Linked DNA regions of Ovis aries: region 2 is linked to region 1. A link is a contact called in public Hi-C data. All regions are on one chromosome and are shown on one strand. The core of a region is the stretch at or near the end of the contact, and the rest is flanking DNA. Distances in the headings are between cores, read along the strand shown.

Region 1 (4,590 bases), core at 1,501-4,000:
CTCCAGGAGATGCCCTGATAGAAATGGGAATAATCCAAGGGAAAAACGGGTTGGAGGAGAAGATGACTCACTGGGTAGTGGGTCTTTTGAGTTTGATATATTATGAATATTCATCTTAACAGCTATGAAAATACAATCTCAGCCAAGTGTCCGAGAGCCCACAAAGCTTTTTACACCATAGCACACGTTATGTGCCTTAGAAAAACTGACCTAATTCTGCTATTTTTCTTGTCTCAGTTTCCTTGGAAGCTGTATATGTGGGAACACATAAAATATGTTTTCTGTACCTTAAGACGTTATTTTAAGTTTTTTTGGGGGAGTGGATATCTTGTAGACAAAATATGGGGATGACTGAGTCAAGGGTTTCTTTTCATTTGGACTAAAATATTCTTTTTGGTTGATCCAGTGGTACCAAACAACTGAATTCCTTAAATAATCATTTATAAAATCTCCAGGATGAAAAGTGACTGAGTGCATTTTCAACTTGAAAAGCTATAGTCTGTTTGCCTTTTTTTTTTTTTTTTTTTTTACTGTAGTCTGTCTTTACTGGAGAGGGAATGATGAGAGTCAGGGCAGGGAGGGGCCATCCAAAAGAGAAGTGACTGAGTTGAAATAATTCAAAAGTGTCTTCATAAGGCACATAGACAACGAGCAATCTTACCAGCTATAAGAGGGCATCAAGAATCTTCTAGAATAAAATGCAGTGGGGCTTTTTGCAGTATCCCCAGATGAGGGAAAATGTAGGTTTGGTCTTGCCTCTAAATCAAGTGAATATCAAAGGAAAGCAAGTGACTGTGACTAATTTCACAACTCCCAGTGTTGGCAACAGAGCAGGAGATCCAATTCACTCTGCAGTAACTACAGAGTATGAAATGAAATACACACTCTGAACTAGATGGGTCCCAGACAACCACAGGCTTAAAAGGTAATCACCTAGCAGGAACTAGTAAACCTCAGTATTTATTGCTCAGAGTTATCCCCCTGCTTAGAGTACATAATTGAATCAGAGAGCTTCAAAATTTGCAAGTTAATAAAAATGTGTGTTTATAGCTATACTTTTCCCCAAAAAGAAGGTTTCAAGATGCATATCCTTGTAGATTAAGAGACAATTTTTATATGCCTTCTTGTACTCTCTCTAATTGTTGTTTTTTAGTCACTAAGTTGTGTCCAACTGTTTTGCAACCCCATGGACCCCATAGTTCACCAGGCTCCTCTATCCATGGGATTTCCCAGGCAAGAACACTGGAGCAGGTTGCCATTTCCTCCTCCAGGGGATCTTCCTGACCCAGGGATTGAACCCCCATCTCCTGTGTCTCCTGCACTGGCAGGTGGGTTCTTTACCAGAGTCACCAGGGAAGCCCAGTCTCTTTAATACATAAAAGAGCTATTTAGCAGCGGAGAAAATGTATATGTGTAAAAAAACACAGCCACAAAAAGGAAACAAAGAGAAATCTCTAAGCTAGAAAAAATGAACAAAGGAAGAAGAGAAATAAAACAGCAACAATGTAATGCTGCATACATAATGAAGATGGTGTAAGTAGAGTTCTTAATATAGCATATCGGTAATTAAATTTTAGCTTCTGGCAGGTTTTACATGAAGATTTTTAAAATCTTTTTTATTAATTTTGTAGTAGAATACTAATTCTATCATCAATCATAGATGTTCACATAAAATTTTGAGTAAAAAACAAAGCAAAAACCAATTAGAAATGGTTAAGAATGTTTCTACAGAAAGTTTCCATTACCTTTGTACAACCTTATATATCTTATCATATGAATCATCATATTCCAATGTGAAATACCTTTAAAGTATCACTTTTTTGAGAAATGTTTTGTAAGTTAAGGCCCAACAAATCATGGTAATTCTTTTCGATAAAACATATTCCATACAGAATACACGTCCATGCTAAGTTGCTTCAATCGTGTCCAACTCTGTGCAACCATATGGACTGTAGCCCATGAGACTCCTCTGTCTGTGGGATTCTCCAGGCAAGAATACTGGAGTGGGTTGTCATGCCTTCCTCCAGGGGTCCTCTTAATGATGCAGGGATCCAATGTCTACTGGCAGGGGGATTCTTTACCACTAGCACCACCTGGGAAGCCTTGTACATCCCACCCCATGCTCACACTGTCCGTGATACTACAAGTAACTTTAAAATCCCATAATATGTGATTCCTTTAGACATCTTTGAAAGCCCTTTCTGTAAGATGGGTTTGCTTTTTTTTCTTAAAGCTAACCCTGCTCTCTGAGATTAAAACAATGAAAAAATTCCATGAGGACAAGACATAGTCTGTGTGAAAGACCATGATGTCATGCATAAGATACAAAATTCTAGACTCACTATGCTCTTCTTTTGAATTACAATTATTTATCACTGCTGACTAAAATTAAAAGGACACATAGTGTCAGCAAGAATGGGAAGCATGGAAGCTCTCAAAAATTAGTGGCATCACCTAAACGAACATATACATCCTCCCAGCTTAGTCATTTTACTTCCAGATAGGTAGACAATAGATGGGAGAGCTCATGTCTACCAAAAGCAGCCTTGTTCACACAGCCGCCTGGTGAGATCATCCTCCAGACTTGTCCCCCCCAAGAGGGGTGAATGAACCTTTGACTATTAACACATCAGAATAGCCCACAGTGTGGGAAAGAACAAACAAATATTTGCAACAGAGCAAGCCTGACTAACCTCATGTTGAAACATTGCAGTCAGCCACAAAATCACACACTCTACTGCTATGAAATACCAAAAGAGGTAAAATCATTCTTTTGTCTAGAGATAGGAATAGAGGTTACCTTGAGTGGGGATTATTGCTAGGAAGTAGGGTAGGAGGCTGGTTGGAAGCTGAGAAATGTCTTGGATCAGGGTTATGGATCCTGGATGAACATGCCTGTAAAAGCGCATTGAGAGGGTCCTTAAGAGCCACATGCAGCTGTAACCCAGTTACACACACACACACACACACACACACACACACACACACAAGAATAGAGGAATTAAGACAAAACAGTCACTGAAGTTCATTCTGTGAGGCAGGACTGGGATGGAGTTGGTTTCCTTCCCACACTCTTTCTGCTTCTCTCAACTTTTCGAATGAACACATACTATCCTACTTTTATCATCAGAACCAACCCAGAAACATTTTTATAAGAGAAGCTGCCAAAATGAATTAAGGCAAGAATAAAACTTGCAATTTATATATTTTATAAAACTGATTCATCCCATTCAGAGTTCAGGTCAGCGTGTTTTTGTTCACTTAGTACTTGTCACTCGTAAGCTTTAATTTATGGGAAAGAACATGTATAAAGAGTGGCTTACTATTTAGTCTAGAGAAAAAAAACCTTTTTCTAGGACAATATGTTATCTGTTTGCTGGAGGCGTTTTGCCCTTTTCAATGCATTCATAAAAACTGCCCCAAAGACTTAACTCATATGGCTTCGGGGCAAGGTCTCCCTGAAGATGAGAAGGACCATGTTGTCTTGCTGGACGTCACTGTGGTTTGTCCAGATTGAAAACAGCTGGGCAGAGGAAACGGCTCTTTAATTAGAACAATGTGTAGAACAGGCCAAGGGAGGTGGGAGGGGTGGCTGAACCGCTCTTGAGCCAAGTCCTAAGACTTGGTTCAGTTCTGTGTCTGTGGGTTGATGATGGGTATACACCTATCTCCAGGCACTGCAGACTCCATGATTTCAGAACAATGGACCCCCATCTGGATGCGCCTCTTGAAAAGCAACAAATCAGCTGATTGGTTCGTTGTGCTTTCACATTGAGATATTTTACTTGGATAAGCAAGTTGTAAGAGTTTTCCTCATTGTTAACATTTTGTAAAACTACATTTCATACAATATTACAGACAGAATCTTGACATTAACACAACCCATCCATCTTACTCAGATTATCTACGCTTAATCTGTACTTGTGTATATGTGTGCATGTTTGTGGCAACTCTATCCCATGTATAGCTTTGTGTGTCCACCATAGTCAGGAAATGAACACTAGGATCCATGAAATCGCCTTTTGGTAACTATACCCACCGACCAACTCCCATCCTCAACTGTTGGCAACCACTAATCTGTTTGTTCATTTCCAAAATTTCATTTCAAAAATATCTTGCAAATGGAATAATATAGTATATAACATTGTGGGATTGACTCGCTCCACTGACTCGTGTAATCCCCTGGGGATTCATCAAGTTGTTCCACATATCAATAGCTCATTACTGTGCAGTGCTGAGTAAACATTCCATGGAATGTGTGTCCTAGACTATTTAACCATCCATTTGATTAAATACATCTGAGTCATTTCCAGTTACTTGGCTGTTACAAAGAAAATTGCTCTTCACTTTTGTACACTGTTTTATCTGTGAAAGTAAGTTTTCATTTCTCTGGGATGAATGCCTGAGTATGTTTACTGGGTTTTATGTTAATTGGATGTTTAGGTTTATACGATACTGCCAAACAATTTCAGAGTGGCTGTGGCATTTCACATTGCCACCAGCGATGTGGGAGCAATTCAGTTTCTGTACTTCCTCACCAACCTTTGGTATTCTCACTGTTTTTGTTTGTTTTAGCTGTTCTTGGAGGTG
Region 2 (4,590 bases), core at 527-3,026, 390 kb before region 1:
AAGCAGAGGGGGGAAAAAACAATCATTGTTTTCTTGTTACCCCTAAAATTAGACGTCTAGGTTACAAAGCACCCTCCAGTGTTCTGAGGAGAGACTGGCAAGGTATCTTATGGATGTTCCAAAGAAAAAGGAAAGCATGTTTACTGAGACCTTGTTAAACTTTAATAATCTGGCTAATTTAAAATCCCCATTATGCCTAGGAGCACTGGGGACCAGAATGAAGCTCTTGGGGAGAGTTTAAAAGCCTCTGAAGGCAACCCAGAGCTCAGCCTGGCTTGTGGCCCAAATCCCAAATGCCCAAGGAAACTACTTAGATCGATTTCAATCACATCCTAGGAAGCTTCTTTAGTAGGAAAAGCTGGGAGGGGAGAGGGAAGGGAGGGCTGTGAACAATGAGGCAGGCATGTGAAGGTTGTTCCACTTTGTATTTCATCCCCCTTAAAAGCCTTCTAAGCTTTGAAACCCACAGAATATATGCGATCTGCTAATTCACTTTGTGACAAAAAGCAAACAGCCTAGTAGGGCAGAGACAACCCCAAAACCCTCCTATCTTTTAAAGACAATGGGACAAGTGTCAGAATCTCTCTCCTTTCAGGCAATCCTAATGCAGGAGAAGGGGGAAAAATTGAGTTTTTCAAATGTCCAATGCCCCAAATTCCAATTCCACTAAAAAATGCCGCAAACAGACTCCTCTTCCCAAACTGAGACTAGAAGCAATTCGGACAGGCTCATTGTCATATGACTGATAAGTCACTGGTTGTGCAAACATTGGTCCCCCCCCCTTTTTTTTTTCTGGTCAACAAAAGAAGCAGGTAAGAAAAACAAGGCAGATGGAGGCAAATCTTAAGGATTCCCAAGGTAAAGAAACTAAAAATGGCCTGGTAGAGAAAAGGAGCTTGTGGGTGTTTCGCTGGTGAAATTCTTAAGTAAAAAAAAGAAAGAAAGAAAAACCTGTATGTACAAACACCAAAAAAGCAAAACGAAAACAAAATCCCTAAAAAAAAAAAAAAAAAAGAAGAAGAAGAAGAAGAAAAAATAGCCTTGGCAGTACATGCGGGTTCATATGACCAGGTCCAGCTGTGGAGAGCCTGGAGCTGGAACAAGCACCAAACTTCTGCCAAGGGCTGGGGCCGAGATCAGGCCGCGGAGCTGGGTCTACGCTCGGGAGACGGTTCAGCAGCCCCAGAAAACAGCAAGAACACGGGGAGCGCCCGGCGCCGCTGCGCCCCACTCAGATGACAACTCCGCTCCACGCTCTGAAAGGCCCCTTTAAAGTGCCTTCTGCGCCGGAGGCAAAAGTACGTTTTAACAATAATTATTTTAATTTTTTTTTAAAAATTTACCCAAACCATTAAAAAAAGAAGAAAAAGAACTGCACCTCCAAGCTCACACCGTCCTGCGGGTGCATGCACGCACTCCATGCTCGGCGCACCGGGACACCTGGCTCACGAAAATCCTTATTTACCTGTTGCCAATATTCCTCCAGGGAGGGCAGCGCCGAGAAGTAACCAGTCTCGTGCACAATCTGGAGTTCCTGGAAGATGCTGCACATTGGGAGCACATCCATGTCGGGTTGGAAGAGACCGTCCCCGCTGCTGTAAAAACAGGGAGGCGTGCAGTCTGCAGTCGGGAGCGCGGCGGCCGTGCCTGCAGCGCCGGGGAAGTTCATGCAAACTCAAGTGGGCAGCGATTAGGCGCCACGGGTTCGGGTCCTGGCCGGAGCCCGGAGACGCGCTCGCGAGCCCGCACAATATTTGCAAACACCGGACTGACTGCAAACGTAACCCCTGCAAAACTTCCCTATTCAAAGCTCCGCTGCCAGCCTCCCCTCCTCCCCGCCCAGCTCCCCCCGCCGCCGCCTCCCCACGTGACTCGCCCGCGCCCGCCCCGCGCGCCGCCCAATCACGCCGCTCCCGGCCCGGGGGCTGCGCGGCGATGATGTCAGCTCCGGCCAATCGCGGGCGGCGGCTCACCGCGGCCCCGCCTGGCGTGACCGAGCCTCTCCATCACCGCCTTCGCCATTGGCAGAATTCGAACTTCGGCCGGTTCTGATTGGGAGGCGGTTTCGCAGGCTATTTTTAGCAGGGTATATAAGGCGCGGGCTGTCTCGCGCCGGAGGAGTCGGAGCTGGGAGGTGCGCGGCCGAGAGGCTGCGTGCGCCGCGGCCGGTCGGGCCGAGGGGACCCGGTGTCCCTGCCCTTCTCGTCCCGGTCTCGGTCCTGGCCCCGGTCTTCCCGTCCTCGTCCCCGAAGCCCTCGTCCCCGAAGCCCTCGTCCCCGAAGCCCTGGTCCCCGTCCGTCGGGCTCATCGCCCGGGCCCGGCCTTGGTTTCCCCGTCGTCGTGTCCCCGTCCTTGTCCCCTCAGCCCTGGTCCACGTTCGTCGGGTCTGTCGCCCGGGCCCTGGTCCCCTGACCCTCCGCCGAGCTGAGGGGAGCGCGGCTGGGTCTCCTCTGTCCCTCGCTCCGACCTCGGGCTGGCCGGCCGTTCTCTATCCCCCTCCGTCCTTCCACCCTCTCGGTGCCCCCTCCTGCCCAGCTGTAGATTCCCGTCTCCATCCCCGTCTGTCACCCTCTTTCCCCCCTCCTTTTCGCTCCATTATCCCTCTGTACCTGCCCCGTTTCCATCTGCACCCACCACCCGCGCTGTGTCCCCCTCCCTCCCCGTTCCATCCCCCTCTGTCCCCAGGTGGCACCTGTGACCCCGGAGTGGGGGGCTGACCAGCCCTGCAGGTGTGCTGAGGGACAGGAGGGCCCTAGTCGCAGGGCTGTGTTGTATATGAATCTGAGTTTCCCCCTTCAGCCTCCCTCACAAGGACAGGGCACTTACCTGGGGGACCACGGCGGTGCCACATCCTCACCCCCGCTGCCTGCCTAACCTGCAGGAGCAGAGTAGCCTGGAAGACCCAAGTTGGATCTCCTGGCTCTTGAGGGGGTTATGTGCACTCTTGATTCTCCCGAACACATTTTTATTTTTAAAAAGAGGGCATCTTGTTGGGGCAGGTGGGGTTATAAATAGAGGGAGCCTATAACCAATCTTAGTAGGGTCCCCCATCCACACCAGCTGTGTATATTTTAGAAACCCAGGGTCTGATCCCAAACCTACAGAGTCCTGGCCATTGTGTTTTAATCAAGCTCTCCAGGTGAATCTGTTGCCACTGAAGTGTGGGAAATGGGGGTTCTAGACACTGTCCCTGTACTTGTTGTCTACAGGGATATAGACATTGTCATTGTACTTGTCGCCTACCACAGAGCAGTCTCATTCCAAGACCCATTTGGAGACCCTCATGAAGATTAACAACTAGACTTGTCCCTAGTGAATGTGAAAACAATTCAAGTTATGTTGAGCTGACATTTAATGTGTGTCTTTTTTTTTTTTGCTATATAAATTATCTCCTGAAATATACCATAATGTTCATTTTCTAGCAAAATGCCAAGACCAAGAAGAATATGCCTTTTAAAATTTGAAATAGAAAACTGAATTATAGCTACTACCTCCATTTTTATTTCAAAACAGAGTTTAATGAGACATCTTTTAAATAAATTTTTTTTAATGAAGTATGTAAAAGACTTTTGAGAGGATTTTGTATGTTAGATTTTAGCAGACTTGAGTTTGCCTATGACCCTGTGAGATTGTAGGCAGGGACCTTTGTCAATCAAAAGTTAGGGAAGGATAGTATCTTATTGTATCTATTGTATTAAAGTCTATAAAGATGATTCATGGTGAGCTGATTACAATGATCACTGGCTTGTGTTCAGTGGTCTTTTATCCTGGAAACAGTGTCATGACTGGCCCTCCATAGAGGAGACATGGATTGGGACTGGCTTGCCTGGAACCAGCTTCAGATTGTGCCCACCCATTGTTGCCTAGCAGCTGGTGGTATTTGGGACGTGGGTCTGAGAGTGAGCTTGTATCAGGGAGTAGGTTTTCTCAGTAATTGGTGGCAATGATCCAGGGAAGCAAGAATCCAGTAAATATGCAAGGGAAACAGCACCCTGAACTGTAAGGAGGAGAGTTAGGTGAAGGGAGAGAGACACTGTCCAAGGGAAGGCGCCATGTTAACTCTCTGTGCAGTGCATGTGGGTGTCATGGTTACAGTATTCTTATTCACCTTTTGGACAATTTTTCTTTTGCTTTCCTGTAATATTTTATTGAAGTATAGCTGATTTAAAACATAAATTTCAGGTGTACTACATAGTGATTCACAATTTTTCAAGATTATACTCCATTTATAGTTATTATGATGTATTGACTATATTTCCTATGTTGTACACGATATCCTTGTAGCTTATTTTTTATACATTATGGTTGGTACTTTTTAATCTCCTACCCCTATCTTACCCCTTCCTCCATCCCTCTCCCCAATGGTAACCACTAGTTTGTTCTCATCATCTATGAGTCAGTTTCTGCTATATTCATTTGTTTGTTTTACATTTTTTAGATTCCATATATAAGTCATAATATATTTATTTTTTTTCTCTGTCTGACTTATTTCACTGGGGATAATATACTCCAGGTCCATCCATATTGTTGGCAAATTTTCATTCTTTTTTATGGCTGAATAGTATTCCAGTGTGTGTGTGTGTGTGTGTG

What was found. A called contact is a pair of places that touch in the nucleus more often than the background predicts.
Region 2: a contact with region 1 is called in a Hi-C map of skin fibroblasts, with 6 times the contacts expected there. The contact joins the promoter of KLF6 here to the enhancer-like site in region 1. A contact is called at or near these places in 2 of 16 Hi-C or Micro-C datasets (skin fibroblasts and tail adipose tissue).

The regions. Positions count from the first base shown.
Region 1 is chr13:43,787,956-43,792,545 of ARS-UI_Ramb_v3.0, reverse strand. No RefSeq gene overlaps it. Among named protein-coding and RNA genes, the nearest start is that of AKR1E2, 300 kb to the right of the region's middle. Within about 2 kb of position 2,750, at least 8 of the 54 cell types and tissues checked have an H3K27ac peak or open chromatin away from gene starts, as enhancers often do.
Region 2 is chr13:44,179,559-44,184,148 of ARS-UI_Ramb_v3.0, reverse strand. KLF6 (KLF transcription factor 6) reads right to left here and starts at 1,776. Exons shown (of 4, transcript XM_012188639.4): 1 at 1,466-1,776. The coding sequence starts at 1,669.